Linked DNA regions of Manis pentadactyla: region 2 is linked to region 1. Evidence: chromatin contacts called from public Hi-C data. All regions are on one chromosome and are shown on one strand. The core of a region is the stretch at or near the end of the contact, and the rest is flanking DNA. Distances in the headings are between cores, read along the strand shown. Region 1 holds the start of FLNA (filamin A). Region 2 holds the start of FAM3A (FAM3 metabolism regulating signaling molecule A).

Region 1 (6,757 bases), core at 2,409-4,908:
AGCGCCTTGCGCGCGTGCGCCACGCCATGCAAGCGGCCGCCCCCCCAGACCCTCTGCCCCGGGCCGGCCTTCCCGCTCTGCACGGCCCTGGCCCGCGCACCTGTGCCCGCCTGTCCCCACCGCCTCTCTCCCTCACCACTCCACCCCGGAGAAAATGGGGCACTGGGCCAGGAGGCCACCAGCACTCCAGGAGCAAGCAGTCTTGGAAGGGGCCGGGCGTGCCAGTGGGCACTGGCAGAGGGTGCCGTGTGATGCGTGCAGAGACCGCGAGCGTCTGCCTGACCCACTTTGCGGTCCACCTGGGACACTGGGGGGTTTCCTCTCCTGTGGGAGTGGACCCTGAGCCCAGTGTGACCTGGAAGGTGGCCAGGGAACGGGTACAGGGGCTGTTCCAATAAGGCTTGCCAGGCAGGCAGGCACTGAGCACCTGGGTCTGGGTGGGCTTCAGGGCCTGTGGCAGTGCAGAGAGGGTCCTGGAGGACAGGGGTGCCAGGGAACTGAGGGGGGTGAGACACGGCAGGCTGCCAAGGCCTGCTGAGGAGCCTGGACTGTCCCTAGGAGTTGATGAGGGCCTTGGTCAGTAAAGACCTATTCCTTGGAGATTGGAAAGGAGGTAACAATCCCATTCTAAACAAAAGCAGCTGATGGAGTGTAGGCATGGGAAGACAAAGTGCTGTGTTTGTTCTCACAGGGAACAGCTGAATAAGGGGAAGAAGAGAGGAGGGTTCTAGCCCAGCTGGGGAGGGTAACACCAGTCCTCCCTGGAGGTGTGCTCATGGGATGGGGAAGACGTTGCCATGCAAGAAGAGGTGCTGTTGGCCGGGTTTTAAAGTCAGGGTAAAACCTGCTTTGTCTCCCCAAATAGGAGGAGAAGGTGTGTGTGGGTCCCCAGGCATGTGTGTGGCAGTAAGAAGGGGGAGAGCCCTGGGCAGGGCAGGGGCTTGCTGCTTATCTTTCAGAGCAGGGAGGGAGTTGGCATGTGGGCTCTGGGCTGCTTCAGGGAATTTTGAGTTTTGGCAGGATCAAGTTCCCCAGCACCTCTCCAAGCCTTCTTCTGCAGTACTGGCCCCTGTCCCAGAGGCTCAGTCCTCCCACATGCCACCCCTCCCCATAAGGATCCAAGCTGTTTCCTTATGAGGTCAAGGAATTCTAGGTTTGCCTTCTCCCCAAGGAACTTCCCCCTCAGCACCTGCCTGGCACTCTACCTTCTATGCTTTCTTCCGTTGCCTGCCTCACTATGAGGTCCCACGACGGATGGCACCAGGAGGCTGAACTGTAATGGTCCCCCTCACCTACCCTGTGGGCATCTGGATCCCAAGTCCAACCACATTGCAGTGAAGACCCATCCTAGACCACCAGAAACCAAACGTGCCCTTGACCATCAAAGCTGATGCCCTCTGCACCATCCAGAGGGGGAGGTGGGGTCCCAGAAAGGAGGAGACTTGCCCGAGGCCCTGAGTGCAGTGATTCCTGCAGAGACCATTGCCCCAGCCAGTACCTATTACTCAGCTAAATGACCTAGGTGGTGGGGCCCAGCAGGGGTTCCAAGTGGTCAGAGGGGCTGTTGGGGGAAATTTGGGCTCTCCAGGGGAGTCTTCCTGGGAAGGGTGACCAGAGTTTAAAAAGGGGAGGAATTTATCTGGAACTGTAGCCAGGATGAAAAGGGCTAGGAAGTTACTGATTCCAAGTCAAGAATGAGAAGATAGTTTCTCCTTTAAGGATGGGAATGGCTTTAAGTTATACAGAAAAATACCAACCAATACATAGAGTCCAAGGGAACAGTTGTTCACTGGGCTATTAATATTTTATTTAAGATCAGAATCTTAATATTTTAGTATAATACAAAACAACTTTCCTCTTCAAGAATGTTAAAGATCCTTTGGGTTTTACCTGGTATTTGAATGCTTGAAACATTGGTCAGTAACAAAAGTAGTAAGAAGACAAATATTGTGAAAATTAATGTGTGGAAGATTATAACACTCAGTATAAAACTGAATGGTTGGCTGACCAAAGCCTTCTAAAGAATGCCTGTGTTCCCACCCTGGAACACATCAGTTAATCTCAGTACTAGTCGCATGGCTAGTTGGAGATTCAGCTGGCCTTGGAAGCAGTAATGGAGCTGATTCTAGCATTTTCCAAAACCTTCAACACCTTCAAAGGAGGAAAGGTCTTTAATTTATTACCATCTTCACCACGGAATAGCCAGTGCTGTACAACCACCCTAGACTTGGAAGACATGCAGACCAAGGACCAAGTGTTTTGGGGGAGATGGGTGTGTTTTGGGGGAGGGAGGTAGTAGTGTAAAGAGTATTCACATGGAAGTAGGGGTGTGGAGGTCCAGCCACGTGGTCACCAGCTCATTTATGCCTCCCCCACACCTATTGCACCCCTGGCTCTGATTGCAATGCCTATGGTCGGTGGGTTTCCTCCCTGAAAGGACAGCCTTGGTCATGAGCTCCAACACAGCCACTTCAGGGGTCTGAACTCAGGTCACTCATCTGTGCTCGTCTATCAAGTGATGATAACCCACTGTCCTCCCCAGTGTGTGTGTGTGGGTCAATGAGGCGTGGGTTCCCACTGGAGGGAATACCGAGAGAGACCCTGGCACTGCCAGGAGATCCCACCTGGGTCAAAGTGGAAAGGCCATCCCCAGCCAAATCAGCAAAGGCAGCAGTGGCTACCGGGAGGCTGGGGGGGTGATCAGCACCTTCCTGTTAGTGTCTGTAGCTTGATCGCCTAACTCATTTAGCAGGTGTGACCAAACTTCTTCCTCCCTCCCTCTCCTTTCTTTTCTTTCTCTCCTTTAATGATGTAGAATAGAATAGAAAACAGCAGAGTGCTTTTCAGGTCATAAGGGAAAGATCTGAAAGTCTCATTTGGTGAAACGTTTGTTTCAGTGATTTGTCAAACTACTTACGTGACTGCACACGTGCAGGCGCAGGGTGTAAAATGTAACTCTTGGGGACTGTGGGCAAAATGTTAAATAACACTGCTTTATGTGGTCTTTCCTGAGGAAGTGACATTTGAGCTGCCGAATCTGAAGCTACCAGGAAATAAGCACGAAAAAGAGGAAGAGGGAGCTGGCAGTGCCAGGCTGTGGCTGTGCCTACACAGCTCACGGACACCTGGCTCTTTTGCGGCACCCCACTGCACACTGCCAGGCTTCAGGACTACACTGCAGTACGTTTCTGCTGCCCACTTCCAGGCCAGGCCTGGCGTTCAGCAAGGGCCAGATCAGTGGCAGCTGGATTGCTTGCTCACCACCAGGCTTCGGTCCCCACCCCACTGCGGCCTTGTGGGTGGTAGGTACTCAGGAACACCCGCAACGTCTGTTGTGCCCCAGCCCAGAGGGCAGAATCCGACTTGCCTGGCCAGCAGGGCTTGAGGCAAATGCAGGGAGCCGTGACTGTGGGCGGCTCCCTGGAAGAGGTAGCCTTTCCAGCTGGGCTGACACGTGGGCCCTGTAGACCCTGCGGGCTCTAGAGGCGAGCCCCCTTTTCCCCAGGGCGGCTCTCGCTGGGCGGTGAGCTCATCCTGGGGGGCGGCGTCGCCAGGCGGTCCGGGCACTTGAGCTCATGGCGCGCCACCCCCCTGCCCCACAGCTCCTGGACAATTTTACCAATTAAGGCTTTCTCGCCAGGCCGGGCCGGGCGCGGGGCGGGGGTGCGGCCAACAAGAAGGCGGGCGGCAGCCCATTCGCGTGGAGGCGCGCGGCGTGCAGCGACCGTCAGCGGAGCCCCGAGGCGCCGGGTGCGGGCGCGAAAGCGAGCCAGGCGCCACCCCGCGGTCGCCGGCCGCCCGCAGGGACAGCAGGTGAGGCCTCAGTGATTGGGCTCTTAGCGGGACGGTCACAGCACTGCTCGCAGACCTGGGGCGGCGGTGGCGAAGGTAGGCAGAGAGGCTCCGAGAACACAGGTGCCGGCGCGCACCCAGGCCAGATGCAGCTGGGCTTTGAGAGCTCTGGGGGCGACCCTGGTGCCTGGGAGTGCACCGTCCAGGGACTGCCTTCCCTCGCTCACCCGAGAATCTGTCGGTGCCCAGGAGTGTGGGAGCCCAAGGCCACGGTGGTCCCTGAGAGAGAGGGTGTCTGAGCGTTTGGCAGTATATAGGCTGGTGTGGCCATCCATGAGCCAGCCGGTGTGTAACTTATGACTGTCTTGGAAGGATGGGCACTAGGAGCAGGACATTATGTGGGCTCAGGGTGAATGGTTACCTGGAAGGATACTTCATGGACGGTGTGTCCCCCGGGGAGGGTGACAGTGGGTTCATTGCTGGCACTAGCCCTCAGGGCATCAGCTGCCTTGGTTGGACACAGGGCAGTTGTTTCCCGGGCTGCTGTGCTCTGTGGCTAGGGCAGGGGTTGTGACCAGGTACAGGAAGCAGGGGCTCCTCCAACACACCGGATTCCTGGGCTGGGTCCTGGGCCCATATCCCAGGTGGCCCTGAGCTGGATGTTCACTGCCAGCCAGGGTGTGAGCAGCAACGTCCCCCGATTCCCATGCCACCTGGGTTCAGGAAAAGTAGGTGAAGCCCACTGGCAGGCCCACCTGCACATGCGCTAGGCTTCCCGGTGAAGATGGGAGCTCGGGTCTCTTCTCACCGTGCCATTCTGCAGCTTTCTTTACCAGCTGAGGCGCCCCTGTGGGAGGGCCTGGCCTGGGGTCTGACAGCCTGGCTTGGGGTAGGGGGCGGAGTGTGTCTAACATCCAAGAATCTACTCCAAATAAGGGAAAATATGAAAGAGCTGGATTTTGACTTCCAAGGACTGCCCGATCTGGGGGCTTTGGGATGGGGCGCCACCTGGTGGTGTACTTTGTTCCCTATGGACAAGAACGCCATCTCTTGTCTCCCCAAATACGGAAAGCCTCAGGCTGGAACCCTTAGCTTCTGTCCCCTTTTCTGCTGGAGTTGACTACTGGTCAGTTACCTTGACTCAGTTTCCCCACTTTCTGAAGATTAAGGAATGAACCCAGTTGGATGGCACTTAGTGGAGAGCAAATCAATTCTTGATGTAATTCTGTCCTTGGAAACTTGCACTCCAGTGGGGCAGGGAGATGGACCAGAAGGGCCACATTCACCTGTCTTGAATGGGGCCTGGCAAGGAAGGATCCGTTCTTGTTCCCCCTTTACAGCTCTCCCTCCGTCCCGCACCCCAGTTCCCAGATGCTGTGGTGTGGAGCTGTGTGCAGGTGTGTCTGAAAGTGGTCAGAAGAGGGGAGAGTGCACAGGAGGTGGGCCTCACACTGGAGAATGCCATTTGGACCCCTCACAACTGGTGAGGAAGAACCAGTGGGGTGATAGCCCCAAAGTGAGCATGCTACAGGGCAGGGGAGATGCTGGCTGCGACCACAGCCCCACTGTGGGCAATGAAGACACTCAGTGCTCTACGAGAATCAACCATATTTGGGCATGACACTTGGGCTCATCCAGGGCCTCCTCTCTCCCTGGTCTTTAGCACATAATTTAATTACCACTATTCTGCAGCTCAATCTAGGAATCAAACAGTAGGAACAATGACATGCTTTTGTTGAAAAAAGATGTCAAGAAGGGAACATTGGAGAGGGAAGGGAGGTGCACAGGAGTGGGAGGAGTGAGTCCACTCTGGGAAGGAAGGCATGGGTAAGCTGTTTTCTCTTGACTAAAGAAGATGGAAGTGAGTGTCCTTAACAGGCTTCTTGTCCCTGTACCTTTGCTGGTCTGTCTCCCCGCAGCAGCCCCCCTCTGTCTCGAGAGTTGTCTACCAGAATATTAATTTTGAGCAGATTGCTCCCCATTGTCCCGGGGACACACTCCAGGCTCCTCAGCAGGCCTTGGCAGCCTGCCGTGTCTCACCCCCCTCAGTTCCCTGGCACCCCTGTCCTCCAGGACCCTCTCTGCACTGCCACAGGCCCTGAAGCCCACCCAGACCCAGGTGCTCAGTGCCTGCCTGCCTGGCAAGCCTTATTGGAACAGCCCCTGTACCCGTTCCCTGGCCACCTTCCAGGTCACACTGGGCTCAGGGTCCACTCCCACAGGAGAGGAAACCCCCCAGTGTCCCAGGTGGACCGCAAAGTGGGTCAGGCAGACGCTCGCGGTCTCTGCACGCATCACACGGCACCCTCTGCCAGTGCCCACTGGCACGCCCGGCCCCTTCCAAGACTGCTTGCTCCTGGAGTGCTGGTGGCCTCCTGGCCCAGTGCCCCATTTTCTCCGGGGTGGAGTGGTGAGGGAGAGAGGCGGTGGGGACAGGCGGGCGCAGGTGCGCGGGCCAGGGCCGTGCAGAGCGGGAAGGCCGGCCCGGGGCAGAGGGTCTGGGGGGGCGGCCGCTTGCATGGCGTGGCGCACGCGCGCAAGGCGCTCCCATCAGAGCCTGGCCCGGGACCCGGGCTCTCCGAGGGCTCGCTTGTAGGTTCGGGCCCCTTTCAGCTGCTGCCAGGGCCGCTGGCTCGGGTGCAGCCGGGAACCCCGAGCGCCGGCGCCTGCAGAAGGGGGTTAGCGGTGGCTGCGGGGACGGGGGGAATCCAAGTGACTTGGGGGTGGGCGAGCCATGCCACCCCCTCGCAGGGGCCTTGGGTAAGTAAAGTCCCTTGTATGGCGTGGCCGAGGCAGGCCAAGTGGTCCAGCGCCAGACGCTGCGCAGCGTTTCCACGCTGCAGGGTTTCCTGCAGTGAAGACGCGAGGCCGCGGGGCTTGAGTACGTTCTAGACCCCTTCTAGGCCCCACTATGCTCCCCTAGCCTCCCAGGGGTCAGGTCAGACCGCTGGGGAGGCGGCTGGAG
Region 2 (6,757 bases), core at 1,381-3,880, 140 kb before region 1:
AAGATGGTAGGTAGTCCGCAAGGGGGCGAAACTGGTCCCTGAACACACAGCCATGCCTTGCCTGGGTAAGCATGAGCCATCCAAGTCCACAGCAGCCACAGCCCACCATCCTGGAACTGCAGATGGATCTCAGAGCAAATAAAGGACAGGGGCCCTTCCTCACCCCGCAGGGGTCTTTGTGTTCAGAAGCCCACATGTTTACAGACTGGGAGACTAGCAGAGAAGTTTGCTAGGGTAGCCCTCCCCTGGGGAGTCAGCTGGCATGGCATCACCTAGAAGGACGCTCCAGAAGCATGGGAGCCCTGAGTAAAGGAGGGATGCACTGGCTCCTCCCAGGCCCTCAGCATGTGCTGACTGCACAGGGAGGTGTGTGGGGACCTCCCAATCTGATCTGAGGATCTGAGTGTCTCCACTGTGACAGGCCCAGGGCCCAGGTGAGGGCAATCAACTCATATCTGGGTGCTGTACTGGGGCATTGATCTGTACACTAGGAAGGAGGAGGAGGGGCTGAGCAAGTTATAAGGTCCCACTGGGCACCATCAACTATCACTTCACACTGGGTGCCTGCACTGGGGCAGAGACATGAGGGCCCAGGTGAGGACAGTCAACTGAAAGCACAAATCTTGACGTCCATACTGAAAAGGAGAATGGGGGATCACTGAGGTCATTCAGCTACCACTTTGGCTCTGGGTCACTAAACAAGCAGGGACATGAAGGACTAGGTAGGAGAAGTCAACTGTCACCTCAGCTCTGGATTCCTACACAGAAGAAAGACACAACAGCCCAATTGAGAGCCACCAACTGTGACCTCAGCTCTGGGTACCTACTCTGGGATAGAGGCATGAGGAGCCTACACTGGGGCATAAGCATGCAGGCCCAGCTCAGCACTCCATGTCTACACTGAGGAAGGGAAAGTTACCAGGTGAGGGAATCAACTGTCAACTCTGGTGCCTAAACAGGCAGATACGTAAGGATCCAAGATAAATCAGCCAACTGGCACCTCAGCTAGGGGAGCAACACTGGGCTACAGGTAAGGGGGCCCAGAGGACACATTGCTGCCTCACACTGCTTCCCTGCATTAGGGCAGGGACATGAGGGTCTGTGACATGAAAGTCTAATCCTCTCTACATCCCCATTGAAAAACACTCTTAGAGGAAAATAAGGTACTTGTGCAAGGCACCCAGGGAAGTACCATGCGGCACAGAAGAATCCCAGGCCTCTGGCCCATCACTCATAAGGTACCTCTGGGAATGGTGGATGTGCCCTGGACCCTCATGGGGACTCATTAAACCAGCCTTTCCAAAATGCCTGCTCTGAGCAAGATGTAAACACTGTCCTCTCAGAACTACCAGTCACATGCCCAGTGACTGGCAACCCAAGAGTGTGAGTAGCTGGGACTTCCCTCTCCTGGGCCCCACAACTACAAGCAGGAAAGACTACTTAGGAGGACACAGTGCCCAAGGTTTGATCCCCACAAATATGTGAGAGTCTGGCATATGGTAAGCATTATCTCTGATCTCAGATTTCATGACAGAAGCCAAATACTCCTGACTACAGCAGCAGGGTCCTGAAACTGATTACCTTCATCTTGTTATGGAGGATGAGAGGCTGTTCTGTATGCCAGAGTAGAAGCTACTGGATTCTACTGTCATTGTCTGGCTCTATAGGCATTCTCAGTATCTTGGATTTTTTCTTAGAAAAGTTCTTCCTGTAAGTGGGGTCAAGGTCAGAGGGCATGGATGTATCTGCGATTCTCCTGCCGCCCAGCTACCGCCCACCAGAAAGAAAGATGGGTCCAGCTAAAGGGTGGCCGCAGCTCTGCCAATGCGGGAGGTGATCAGGGTGCAGTTGGTGCCAGGAAGGCCTTCCTGAAGGAGGCCAGAGGAATAGGCAGGAGCTTTTCAGTGGGGCCGTCGAGACGCTCCTCCAATCATCAGAGCGATCCTGAGTGTGAACGCACTTAGACAACAGGCTTGCGGGGAAAGGCGTTGGAAGGCTGAGCCTGGTCGCCTCTGTCTCGTCGCATTCTAGTGGTTTCCCCTGTGTGCTCTTCTGTACCACCACGTCCTTAAAGCACATATATCAACTTTAAAACAATTTCTAATTATGCCCCTAGATCTGCCCGCCTCTCGGAACCTATCCAGGCTTCGGGAATCCGACCGCGGGGCTCGAACGTCCCCCAGCCCCTAGGAAGGGGTCTGAGGGTAGACCTCGGGGCAGGGCTCTCGCGGGTGGGGGCGGGGCCATAGGAGCCCTGTGCTCACGTCAGAAGCGAAGCAGGCGCGGCCCCTCCCACCCGGGGGCCGGGCGGGGGGAACGGGAGCGGGCGGCTGGCGTGGCGCCGGTGGGCTGGGCCCTGGGGCCCCGGGGCCCCGCCCCCGGCCGCCATTGCGGGACCTGTCGGGACGCGCAGCGTTCCTGCTTCACTTCCCCCGCGCCCGCCAGAGCTGGACGGCTGGCCTTCCAGGGCGGCCCGCCACCGAGCTCGCATCTACCCACGGTCAGGCAAGTCTCCGGCCGGCGCAGCCCGTGTCGCCCGCCACCAGGCCCGGGAAGGCGGCCCGAGCTCGGGGCCTCCCACGGGAGGGGCCTGAGTCCCCGAGAACCATTTCCACCTCCCAGGTCCAGAGGCTCCCGTGGGCACTGTCGCGAGCCGACGGGTTCCCGAGGCCCTCTCCTGTCCTGATAGGGCTTTTCTCCGCGTTCCCGAGGAGCCTGGCCAGGGGGTTGGACGAACAAGTCGGTGCACCATTTGCGCCCCCCCAAACCTCCTCTTCTGCTCTGCTGACCCCGGAGCGCACGGCCTCCAAACACTGCGCCTGCTGGCGGCCCCAACCCAGCGAGAGAACTGGACATGAGGTTGGCCGGTGAGTGCCTTCCACAGTGAACGGGAGGCGGCTGGAAAGGAGACCCAGCTGGAGTCCCAGGTGTACAGAGGTCTGTGTCTGGAGGCCCCCGGTGGACTACTGGGCTTAGTTTTGGAGACGGAGAGCTCTGCACACTCATTCTGTGACCTTGACTGAGTCCTTTCACCTCCAAAGACTTCAGCTTCCTAAGCTGTGAGGTGAAGATTAGGACAGTACACTTCTCCCAACTCGGAGAACTGGCCCCTGGTTGGAAAATGAGTTGGAAGAGGGCTTCCACGGAGCCTGGCGGCTGGGTGGAGTACAGCGAGGTGGGGAGGCGTGGTCTTAGAGGAGAGGCTGACCGGAGTGGCGGTGGACTTGCACAAAAAGTGGCGCCAGCCCTGCTGTCAGCTGGACCACTACAGTGAAGATGGCATGGCTTCGGGAGGGACAGGTTGGGGTGGAGAGCAGAACTCCAGAACTGGAATTCAAGCTTGCCAAGGTTGCAGTGTTACAGATGTGTCCCAGAGGAGCCCTCCAGGAGGAACTGGCTGGGAGGGTGTGGCCTCAAGAACAGTAGCGACTGGGGCAGGAAAATAGAGTCAGTGCTCCGTGGGGGTTAATTGGAGGCCAAGAGTAAGTGAGAGCACCTGTACGTAGAGGGAAAGTAGAGGACAGGAAAAGAAGGTACTCCGACAGAAGCCTGGGAAAGCCCAGCTTTTCAGGGGACGCGAGGGGAGGCGGGGGGGGGGGAGCTGATCTAAGCAGAGAGGGGCGAGTGTCCAGCCAGGGTTAGAGCGTGCTGTCCTGGAAACCAGCGCACACGGGCGTATCTCCAGCAGGAGGTCCTGGGCAGCCAACCGAGAGGTCAAGGAAGACCAGAGCAGGGCCGACAGGTGACCCAGCGAGTGGATGACTCGAGGAACTGGTGGGGAAGAGGAGGGCCAGGGCGAGTGGTCAGCGGCTGGAGGGAGGTGACTCTGACGGAGGGCTTTCCCCTCCGTGCTGCCTTACGACAGGAGGTGCCGCTGAACCTCCAGGAGAAAGGGTGAGACAGAACGAGCGCTCTGACAGGGAGTCTGAGCAGGGGGGAGAGCTCAGGCTCCAGCTCTCAGCAGGTGAGGGACTGGTCCCCAAAGGGAGTAGGGGCCACCCCCTCCATCACTGCAGGAGGAAAAGAGGACAGAGCGGGTGGGACACAAACCTGTTGGCAGCCTCAGAGACAGGAAGCTGGGGGACTCCTGGGGGAGCACTGGGGCTCTCTCGAGCAGTGATTTCTGGAAAGCACCTCCACACCTGCCAGGGAGAACCACGTGGAGAGCCTTGGACTCAGAGTCCTCCTTCCACCTGCCAGGAGCCCGAGCTCCCTTCTCAGGCCTGGTGGGGTGGCCGGAGGTTCCCGCCTTCCTGTCCTCTGGTCACTTCTTCCCAAGGGGATGGGAAGATCCAGTCGTGGCAGGCCGGAGGGTCATTCACAGCTCGCTGGCCTCTGAGGTGGCCTCGCCTGTGTCTGTCCTGCCTCCAGGCCCCCTCCGCATCGTGGCCCTGGTTGTCATCGTGGGCCTCACCTGGATCATAGTCAGCGTCCTCCGAGGTGGGCCTGGCAGCGGCTTCCCTCACATCCAGCAACTCTTCACCAGTGAGTGTGGGCCCCTTCCCTGCCTCCTCATGGAGGTCACCAGGGTGGCTGCCCGGGCCTGGGGGCTGAGGCTCCAGGGGGTGGCCCAGGTTTCCTGGCCAGCCACCTCCAGCTGCCACTAGTCTGTCTCGGGAGGCACCTGGCACAGCCTGCCCCCACCCACCCATGTGCTTCACGTGGGAATGCCAGGCCCCACTAATCACAGTTCTGTGTCCAGGTGGAGTCACTGGGGTCTGAGTGAGGGGCAGAGGGGCTTGCTCCCTGCTTGCTCCTTGCAGGTCCTCCACTGGGCTATGAGATGGGGAGGGCACTCGACCCTTCTTACTGGTGACAGGTCACCTAAGTACTTTTTACAATTCTGATTTACCCTTTTCCTGGAGCAGGGAGCTTTGCATATGAACGTCATTGAGATTTGAGCAGGAATGTGCCTGAGCCTAACTGCCCCTCCACCTTGACTTCATGGTGTAGGGCCAGGCTGCCCTGCTGCAGGCCCCAGGAGGCTTCCACACTAACAGAAACAACTCTCTATACCCACAGGCCCAGAGGACTCAGTGACTGCAGGTAAGGCTCCTCTCACCTCCCTGCTCCTCCCCTGTGCCTGTCCCAGTCCTCCAGCATTTCTGTTCTCCATCCCTCCCCAAACTAGCCATCATGGCCCACTGGGGCTCTTGCTGTGAACCTAGAAAACAAGTTACCTCTTCCAAGAATACACTGGGGGAGAGGCATAGGGTAGACATTCCCATTCCAAAATGGAGAAACTACAATAAATAGTCCCAAACAAGTCTGAAACCCAGTAGGGCAAATGCCATTAGGTCTCAAGGCCTGAGAAGAGTCTACTTTCCACAAAACACTAGAAAATAATCTGGCCAAGTCTTTCTTCCAACATCCTCATTTCTATCTGCAGTCTCTTCAGAAGCAACTTTAATGTTCACACTTCTAGCAACATTGTGATCATGATGATGTATGCATTCTCCAAGATGACAGAAGTTCTCTCTACTGCTCTTCTCTCTTCTAAGTTCTCACCAGAATTACTTTTAACAGCTATATTCCTACCAACAGTCTCTCAAGGCAGTCTAGGCCTTTTCTAGCATGCAACTCCAAACTCTACAGCCTCTCCCCATCATCTGGTTCCAAAGCCATTCCCCCAGTTTTGGAGATTGGTTGCAGCAGCCCTCCACTTCCTGGTTTCAAAATCTGTGTCAGTGTCCTGGGGTGGCCATGACAGATCACCACACACTGGGTGGCTTAAACAACAGAGATTTCTTCTCTCCCAGTCCTGGAGGCCAGAAGCCTGAAGCCACAGTGTGGGCAGGGTGGGACTCCCTGCAGAGGCTCCATGGGAGGGTCCTTCCTCACCCCCAGCATCGGGGGGCCCCAGGGCCCTTGGCTTGTGGCCACATCACTCCCGTCTCTGCCTCTGTCGCCGTGTGGACGCCTCCCCTGTGACTGTCCACTTCTGTCTCTTATAAGGACACTTGTCACTGCATTTAGGGCCCACCAGGGAAATCCAGGAAGCTCTCATCTTAATTAATTGTATCTTTGATGACCCTATTTCCTAATAGGGTCACACTCTGAAGTACTGGGAGTTAAGACTTCAACATATCTCTTGTAGGGACAAAATTCAACCTTAACAGAGACTGTCCTAGTCCTATTCTCCCACCTCCACCCCCTGGGAACCAGGTGCTCTCTTCGCACCTGCTGCTCTCCTGTGGTCTGGTGGGGCTGCCCTCCCATCTGCTCCTTCCTCCTCTGGGCTGTGGTCTTGGCAGGGCCAAGGCCCAGGCCAGCCCTCATACCTCCTTTTTCCTCTCCCACCAATGGCAGAAAAGCTTCCCAGGATTCACAGTGTCTGTGGAAGTATCCCTGGCCTTGGCCTGAGCCATACACCCCACCAGTTCCCTGCTCTGTGGTCACTCATTCCTTCCTATAGGCTGGTCCTGGCCTCCCCCTCTCAGATCTCGGGTGACCTGAGGGCCAGGCCCGTGGGTCACCCCTGCTGTCCCTGCCCAGAGCCTCGAGCCAGGAAGTACAAGTGTGGCCTGCCCCAGCCGTGTCCTGAGGAGCACCTGGCTTTCCGTGTAGTCAGCGGGGCTGCCAATGTCATTGGACCCAAGATCTGCCTGGAGGACAAGATGTGAGCTCCGGAGGGTGGCCGGGGGTGGCTGAGGGGAAGAATGGGGGCTAGGAGCTGTGCGAGGGCTCTGTCCTCCCGCCAGGCTCATGAGCAGTGTCAAGGACAACGTGGGCCGTGGACTGAACATTGCCCTGGTGA

Evidence for each region. A called contact is a pair of places that touch in the nucleus more often than the background predicts.
Region 2: a contact with region 1 is called in a Hi-C map of fibroblasts, with 6 times the contacts expected there. The contact joins the promoter of FAM3A here to the promoter of FLNA in region 1. A contact is called at or near these places in 2 of 3 Hi-C or Micro-C datasets (fibroblasts and skin fibroblasts).

What each region holds. Positions count from the first base shown.
Region 1 is chrX:146,269,398-146,276,154 of mManPen7.hap1, reverse strand. It overlaps FLNA (filamin A), which reads left to right and starts at 3,658. Exons shown (of 47, transcript XM_036887127.2): 1 at 3,658-3,813.
Region 2 is chrX:146,411,042-146,417,798 of mManPen7.hap1, reverse strand. It overlaps FAM3A (FAM3 metabolism regulating signaling molecule A), which reads left to right and starts at 2,630. Exons shown (of 9, transcript XM_036923580.2): 1 at 2,630-2,867; 2 at 4,372-4,485; 3 at 5,023-5,046; 4 at 6,496-6,619; 5 at 6,702-6,757. The coding sequence starts at 2,855.